Regions from separate parts of the Hordeum vulgare genome. Here region 1 is linked to region 2. A link is a contact called in public Hi-C data. All regions are on one chromosome and are shown on one strand. Each heading gives the region's core, a stretch centred on a gene start, on an enhancer-like site or on the middle of the called end of the contact. The rest is flanking DNA. Distances are from core to core; before and after follow the strand shown. Region 1 holds the start of LOC123410214. Region 2 holds the start of LOC123409943 (beta-glucuronosyltransferase GlcAT14A-like).

What was found. Hi-C and Micro-C count contacts between places; a contact is called where the count stands out from the background.
Region 1: a Hi-C map of seedling shows a contact between it and region 2, with 2.7 times the contacts expected there. The contact joins the promoter of LOC123410214 here to the promoter of LOC123409943 in region 2. A contact is called at or near these places in 1 of 6 Hi-C or Micro-C datasets (seedling) and 1 of 1 datasets of contacts at active chromatin or transcription factors (embryo).

What each region holds. Positions count from the first base shown.
Region 1 is chr7H:488,292,402-488,296,428 of MorexV3_pseudomolecules_assembly, forward strand. LOC123410214 reads left to right here and starts at 2,005. Exons shown (of 5, transcript XM_045103120.1): 1 at 2,005-2,289; 2 at 2,566-2,614; 3 at 3,342-3,404; 4 at 3,488-3,552; 5 at 3,654-3,959. The coding sequence starts at 2,173. The coding sequence ends at 3,758.
Region 2 is chr7H:487,919,326-487,923,878 of MorexV3_pseudomolecules_assembly, forward strand. It overlaps LOC123409943 (beta-glucuronosyltransferase GlcAT14A-like), which reads right to left and starts at 1,277. Exons shown (of 4, transcript XM_045102812.1): 1 at 125-1,277. The coding sequence starts at 734.

The sequences.
Region 1 (4,027 bases), core at 755-3,254, 370 kb after region 2:
TCGAATGTATATAGGCTCGTTCTAATCTGTTTGTTCATTCGTTTTGGTCCATATATAGTCCATATTAAAATATTCAAATATCTTATATTTGTTGTTTTGGTGACATTCCTATATTTGTGAACTTAGGGAGTATATAGGTTCATGACTTGGTGTGAAATATAGTACCGCCCCAAATTTATAGAAGGGTCGATACCAATGTGGAAATTATCTTATGCACATCATACTGAAGCTTGAAAAAAGAAGTGGTACACGCGTGTTTCTCAGCCGCTTCATCCTCACACGCGCATCATATTTTATGAGCGAGTCAGATCAGCTCAGACCTATGTCATGTGTACGTTTTAATTATGCCGGACTGGAATGAATAATTAATTGACAATTAGTTATGGATCACTTATAGACATGTTATGAACCGTCACATCTTGGGATGTTGCCGACTTTTCTTCACGCTGTTATTGCTTTTGACAGTTTCGCAACATTGATCGCATGCACGGCTATACGGGAGAGCAGGGCTCCGAGACCACTCCCTTTATGATCCTGCATTAGGATAAAGAGATAAATTTTTTGATGAGCGTCTCTACACGACTGCTCAATATTGCTCGTCTTTGTTCTCTACTTTGACTACGTCCCGAACTCTCAGCCATCGCCATCAATGACATGACCGATGCTGGGAAGAAGGTAGTTGAAGCCTCTCTTGCCAATGCCTCGATTTTGACCTTTCCAACTAATTCGTATGATCCATTCATCCCTATATTATTAGTTTATGTGTTTACAACACTTAATGCATTCAGAGATATGCATGTTCTATGTGTGGTACACACTCCCATGTTTTACTATACAATTAGTACTGCTAGTGCCATCATCATTATTTATTATAGTATAAATTAGTCAAAAACAGGTTATTTTACCCGATAATCCAAAAAATTATGTTTATATAATTTTTATTCAAGGTTTTGCTGTTACATTAAAACTAAAACCGTTCACGGTGTCCACCCTAATTACGAGTTGACCAACCAAAAGTACTATATGGCACACTCATCGAATATGCTCTTGGTCGTGTACATGAATACATAACCAAAAAATGGGACTAACAAAAGGTAAAAAATAACAAAAAGATTAAAATAGGAATGAGAAAATGGATAAGAAAAAGAAACAAAAACAATCTGAGTATTTTTTTTTATGTTCATTTTCTATTTTTACTTTTCATTCCATTTATTTTTCTTTTTTCCAATCATGAATTATTTTATAAATCAAGGGAATTTTTATAAAAGTGTGAACATTTTCAGATTTGCAAAAATATTTTAAATATTTATGAACATTTCCGAATCCGTGCACATTTTATACAAATTCATGAGTATTTTCAAGAATTGCAAACTTTTTTATGAAACTCATGAAAATTTATTGAATAGCAAAAAGTTTTTGAATCTACAAAGAATTATTGTTATTGGTGAACAATGTTTTAAATTCACCATCATTTTTTTACAATTTTTTTGCAATGCATGGACATTTTTCAAATTCATGAACATGTTTTTGAATCAGCCAATATGTTTCGAATCGGTGAGTTTCTTTTGTATTTCAATAATATTTTTGAATTTAGTAAACTATTTTTAATTCATGAACACTTGTTCAAATTCTCAAACATTTTTTGTATGCACAAAGAATTTTAAAAATCATGAACTTTTATAATTTCGCAACATTGTTTTTCAAAATGCTGAACATGATTTGAATATGCGAACCTTTTTGAATCATTGAACATTTATAATTTTTTTAACTTTCTGGAAATTCCATATTTCTGAAAGAAAAAAACATAAACAGAAAAGGAAAAACACATGGGTCGGGCCAAAAAAGGGCGTGCAGAGGGAAGAGGGCTGCTCGTTGGAGGTGTCCCCTGGACAATAGCCTACTCGGAAGCAGCCGCTGCCCGCAGGACTCGGAGCCCGAGTTGGTGGTGGAGCCCACCTCGAACTCCGCGCTCTCGTCAATATAACCCAACCGACCCACAGGATCCACCGTCTCGCCACCGAATCCCGATATTTATTTTTCTTGCGTTCCAGTCCCCAGGCTTCGAGTTATTTCCTAGCCTGGTGCTCGCTCGTCTCGCGCGGCGGCGGCGTAGGAGGGTTTGCGTCGGCTCTCTTGCGAGCTAGGGTTTCGAGGTTTAGGGCTAGGGGAGAGATGGAGGAGGTGACGGAGGGAGTCAAGAACCTGGCCGTGACGGAGCCGCACAAGAAGAACCGGATCCAGGTCTCCAACACCAAGAAGCCGCTATTCTTCTATGTCAACCTCGCCAAGGTGAATCCCTTTTCTCTCCGCTTCTTGGACCTTTGATCCGCACCGGGTTCTGGTCTAATAACCTCGGAAAGTGCCTTCTAATCTCGTCTTATCTATTGATTCCTGCGCTTTGTTTTATTTTTATTTTAGAACACGCTTGGATTAGATTTGCCCCTTTCTGTTGTGGAATTTGCGTTCTGCCGATTGATACGGTTTATTTTGATGCATCGATTTAGTTTTGTGATGTTTTTGTTGGTGAAATCGGAAGCTAATGTTGTTGTGGTGATGATTTTGCAGAGGTACATGCAGATGCATAACGAGGTGGAACTCTCCGCCCTCGGCATGGGTAAGCTCCTCTGCCCTTCAGGATTATTATTCCAACTGTATGGTACTGTATGTACTAGGGTACTAGCTATTAGTAATGGCTGCTGTGTTGCTGCAATGAAGCGCTCATTGGCTTAGAGCCGATTATATAAGCATTCCTCATCATGATTTGTTTTAGTTTTAGTTTTAGGTATGACCAAAATATGCATTGGGTGTTTTGATGTCATGTCGTAAGTTTAATTTTCAGCATTCATGCTGATTGTCCCAGCTCATGGTTGGTTAGTGTTCTTGCAAGTCCTTTGGAAGGGTCAGTCAATTCTAATGACTTCTGAAACTAATATTTGATAGTGTTGTCTCTTACATGTGCTGTGTTACTGATTATGCGTTTTGAACCGTCGGATTGCCTTAATTTCTTACTTGAGATGTCATATTGTTATATGCAGTTATTTATCCAGATGCAACTAAGAATCACCGTAGTTATTTTTTTACCAGCTTATCTGTGTTGCTTTGGCTGTCGTTGTGTTCTTATCTTGTCAATCCTACTATTTGGAAATTTATATGGTCAAAGTTACATTCATTTAACATCACAAAATTAATTCATTGTTCGGCTGTTCATCTGATGCACTTTTATGTCAAAGCCAACAAATGACAGTTTATTTGTATCCTTTCCTTTACTCAGTCCGCTCATTGATTCTTTGTTATGGTGCTTGTGAAATGTGAACTGATGAATCTCTTGTTTATCCTTTCAGCTATCGCCACTGTGGTGACGGTTGCTGAAATTCTTAAAAATAATGGCCTTGCTGTTGAAAAGAGTAAGACTTATGTTTCCTTGTTTGTAAACCATCTTTGTAATTTCGTTCTCTCTAGTTACTCAAATCAATTAAAATGCTTGCAGAGATCATGACATCAACTGTTGATGTCAACGATGAATCAAGGGGCCGCCCGATGCAGAAGGCTAAGGTTAGATTTCTTCCTTGGTTCCCATGAACGACACCAGATAGCAGTGTTTTAGAACACCATATGCCAATGTTTGCTGATCCTTGAAACCGTTTCTACACCAGATTGAAATAGTGCTCGGCAAGACCGAGAACTTCGATGAGCTGATGGCTGCTGCCGCGGAGGAGAGGGAAGTGGCAGCTGCCGAGGACGGCGAGGAGCAGGCCTAATAAACTATTTTGAGTCGGCTGTTGTAGCTTTTATTTAGTACTTGCTGCTAGGTTGTGTTAAATCTTCTCTTGGCCAGCAAGAGATAGGTACTTGTGTAATCAAAGAGTTCTTCGTATTTGATTTGTTCCTGTGGTAGTTTATGTTCATGGTATGCTGGTTCACTCGCATGATATTCGTTTTATTATGTGGTATATACTTTAGTTTTTTGTGCCGTGTATAATGATCAACCTTGTGTTGACGCCTAGCTTTCGTAGAGAATACAAAAAAC
Region 2 (4,553 bases), core at 27-2,526:
GATCTCGCCGAAATCGGCACGAGGGCGAGCAGAGATCGCGAAATTCGGATCGGAGGTGGTGTGTTAGTGCGATCCAATCGCAGAATTGAGGTGGGGGTTGCAGATCGCATCTGCCCGCGCTTACCGTCCTGCGAGACGAGGGGGTAGTCGGAGGCGGAGAGGTTGATGAACCAGTCCCAATCGCCGCCGTCGCGCAGGAGGATGGCGGCGGCGTGCAGCGTGTTGGCCACCATGGTCGGGCCCCGGTAGGTGACGAGGTTGGCGCGCGTGACGACCTTGACGTTGCGGAAGCGGGAGTAGACGGGGTCGGCGCGCACGGCGGCGGCCAGGTCGGCGCGCTCGGCGGCGGGCGCCTCGAGGTCGAGGTGCACGACGTAGCGGTTGGCCGGGTGGTAGAGCGCCCTGAGCGTCCGGCGCAGCGCGACCCCGTCCCCGGCGGAGCCGGACACGAGGTAGGCGATCCTGGGCACGGCGCGGTGCGGGCGGGCGTGCGCCTCCTGCTCCTGCTGCCGCAGCTTGGCCTCGACGAAGAGCGGTTCCGCGGAGGCCGCGGACGGGAGCGGGGAGAAGGAGAGGAGCAGCGCCCGGGACGAGGAGAAGAAGAGGGAGGCCGAGATGAGGAGCGACGAGAGCAGCACGGATGCGAGCAGCGGCGCCGCCCACCGCCTGTGGTGGTGCAGCGGCCCCGCCGATGCGCCCCCGCTCCCCGGCGACGGCGGCTTGGTCTCCATCATCGCACCCTCGCCGCCCCCTTGTCTCTCTCGGTCAATCTATGTTTATAGATATCTCTCTCCTCCTCCGGCCTGGCGTCCGGCGGGATCGCGCTCCGTCCGTGGGGGATCAGTCGCCGGGGCGCGCGGCGGCGGTGGTGCGGGATTAAATGTGGCCGGCGACGGTTGGTGTTGGTGTTGTGGCGTGTCGTGGGGGGTGGGGTGGGGTGGGGTGGTGCTGGTGGTGGTGAGACTACCGCTCGCTCGCTCCCTCCTCTCTCTCTTCCCTCTCTCCAGGGGCAGGGGCAGGGGTGGACGGGGCGCTGGCGGGTCACGAGACGAGGAGGGCGGAGGCAGGTCGCGCGGAATTAAGCGCAAAATCTACGGGGGAAACCGTGCAACCCTCCGGTTGGTGCGTGCGTCCCTGCTGACGGACGAGCTGAGCTGAGTCGAGTCGAGTCGGGTTGGCCAATGCGCACCGCCCGATGGAGGAAGTGGAGTGAGGAGCTGGGTTTGGAATTTCGGTGCCGAATCGGGGAGGGGAGATGCCTCTCATCTGGGATGAACTTTCGATGTTCGATTTGTTTGCACTCCATCCTTAGGCCAGCTTATATAGGAGTATTATTAAATAAAATACTACTGTATACGAGTACTACAGTCAGAGTGCATTTACACTTTTTTCTCCAACTCCAAAGGTGGTCGTGAGGATAAGTATGTGAATAAGAGCAAGTACAATAGAGCTGAGTCGGCTGACTATAAGGAATAAACTAATATATTTTTGTTTAGTTAGAGGAATGAGAAGAGAAGAGAGAAGGTAAGCAGGCTCTTAGCTCAGAGTCAGCTCTAGCACGTGCTCCTAAGCATTTTATGAGTATGAAAAGTGGACCATATAATAAAGAACTACTACACTTTTGCAATGAACTATTATACATGTTGGCTACAAGGTGAGCTATAGATGACATGGCAATGGCTTATAGCCAGCAGCTGGCTATACTATTGTACTTGCTCTAATCGAAACACCGACGTCAAGTGGAGTACAATTTAATGGTGGTAGTAATTGGGTGTTGTTGTTGTTTTTTTACACACAAACAGATGCAAGCGCTCATATAAATGCACATACGCTTATCCTTACGAACACATATAGGCATTCCTTATCCTATGAGCATCTTCAAGAAACTGGACCAATATGTCATCTTGAGATTTATAGAGTTACCGTCGGCGTTTTATTGTCGACAGAAACGTCTTTTCTTACTGAATGCGCATCTACGATAACCTTAAAATAAATTCAAAAATAATACGATCATCGTTTCTCTAATTATTCAATCATGGGTTGGTTTGTTGTTACTCTATCCTTCGAGGACAGTTATTTTAGACCAAACCTAGACAAAAATAGTAAGCATGCAATATAACGACGTAATTAATACTGGTATTATAATCAAACATAGCCAAAAAAATAAGCATGTAATATAATGACATAATTTAATACAGGTATTATAACCAAACATAGAGAAAAAGAAAAAACATATAGTAGAACGACATTATTTAATACCAGTATTATACTTTGGCAGCTATTGTAGATTATTTGGGAGTTGTTATTTTATTATGTTGGAATTTGATCTATATATAGATTAACCCAATAACATTTTCACAATTCCTAATAAATCATAAAGACTCACTCAACCTATTCATGCAAGGCAAGAGGTGAAACAAAAGTTTAGTTCCATACTGTGAATTTATTAGGAGTTGGAATTCTTTATAAGGAAGGTTGTCTCTCCACATGTATGAACATGAGAACAATAAAAACATATACGCGCGTTCCTCCTCCGTCATCCGCCTCGTCACGCCGAGGGTTGTTGGAATGAGCCGAGCCGTCTAAATTTTTGCCATGCATGACTGATATGTGAAAGGTTGCACGGAAGGTGAAAAGTTTTTGTTGTAGTAGGGGTTGAATACGAATGTTGCACCTTTCAGCTCCTAGTTGTTTGCTTCATCTCTCATCTTTTCGCTCTGTCTTTTGTCACAACCTATTCTATAAGAGAGGTCGCTCCTCTCCATAAGAAACACAAGACCAACAGCTTCCTCAGGCCATCTAGTTACAAAGCTCTGACCTACTGCTAGGTTCTTTCCCATTCCGGATTGCGGTATGCACCGCAGTATGGGACAATAGGCCTTCGAAATCCACCTCATTGAATCATGTACGGGAGAAGGGTGATAATGTTTTTGGGGAGCACTTTGCGCGGCTACTGACCTCTTCATCATGGACGCCACGAACACTGACAACTACTTCCCCAACGATGATTTCTTCCACGACGTCGACAACCTCTTCGACGACATGGGTGACAACTGTTGGGGAACGTTGCATGGAGAACAAAAAAAATCATACGATCACCCAAGATCTATCTATGGAGATGAACATCTATGAGAGGGGGTGCATCTACATATCCTTGTAGATCGCTAAGCGGAAGCATTGAGAAACGCGGTTGATGTAGGAAACCTTAACCATCTTTGACCAACGAGCTAGTACAACACAGGCTTACTAGGGGCATTGTGTTGTCTATGTATCCACATATGTATTTGAGTTTTCAATCAATACAATTATAGCATGGATAATAAACAATTATCATGAACAAGGAAATATAATAATAACCACTTTATTATTGCCTCTAGGGCATATTTCCAACAACAACAACGTCAACGCCAACGCCAATGCTAATACTACTTCCGCTGCTTAGTATGTGTTCGTGTCTTTACTGTTCGAGATCCTACGATAGTTTGTTGGTCTAGTATCTGTTCTAGATTTATTCTTTTCTAGCACGCGTGTTGAGATGATATTTGCCTCATATCTAATAGATTGGCTACCTAGTCTTGCTTCTGTTGTTATGGCCTACTTTCCTCAAGTTTGCATGACTAGTCTTGACTTTTATACAATGATCATGGTTTATCTACCATTTATTTATTTTAAATCATTCGGTAAATTGCTCATATTTCCAAAAAAAAATAAAAAACCTTATTATACGCAATTTACCCCGAGTGGTTTTGTTGCTTCCATGAGGCCTCCTATGTTTGAGGGTGTGCATTATAGGAGGTGGCGTGTGAGGGTCGTTCTATGTTTTCAAACCATGAGCTGTTATGATGCCACTATTGGCAAACCATAAGGAGTTCCTGATCCTCAGGAGGAACAATCTTTTCAGAAAACTATACCTTGTAAAAGGCTGCTCTCTCAAGTGTTCTTGGTGAGAGCATACTTGATGCTTATGCATCAATTGATAATGGCAAAGATACGTGGGACGCAGTCGAGGACAAGTTTGGGTTCTCGGATGCTGGCACTGAGTTGTATATAATGGAACAATGCTATGATTACACGATTACTAAGGACCACTCCATGGTTGAGCAAGCTCATGAGATACAATCATTTGCTAGAGAACTTGAGCACTTCAATTGGATGTTACTAGATAGGTTTGTTGTTGGAGCCATCATCACTAAGCTTCCTCCCTCCTCGAGGAACTTTGCCACCTCTCTGAAGAATAAGAGGCATGAGTTTTCCGTTTTGTATCTCATTTGTACTCTTGATGTGGAACAAAAGGCAAGAGAAAAATACATACGTGCTCGAGGTATTGAGGGAGGTTCTACTGCCAATATAATATAGAAGGAAAACTTCCAGCCCCACAAGTTCAAGAACAAGGGCAAGTTTGATGGTAAAGAAAAGTTTGATGGGAAGAACAAGGCTTCACAACACACCAACTTCAAGAAGAAGATGACAAAAAAAGGTGTTTGTCATGTGTGCGGAGATCTTGATCACTGGGCTCCTAGTTTCTCTAACCATTATGACAAGAGATAACATGG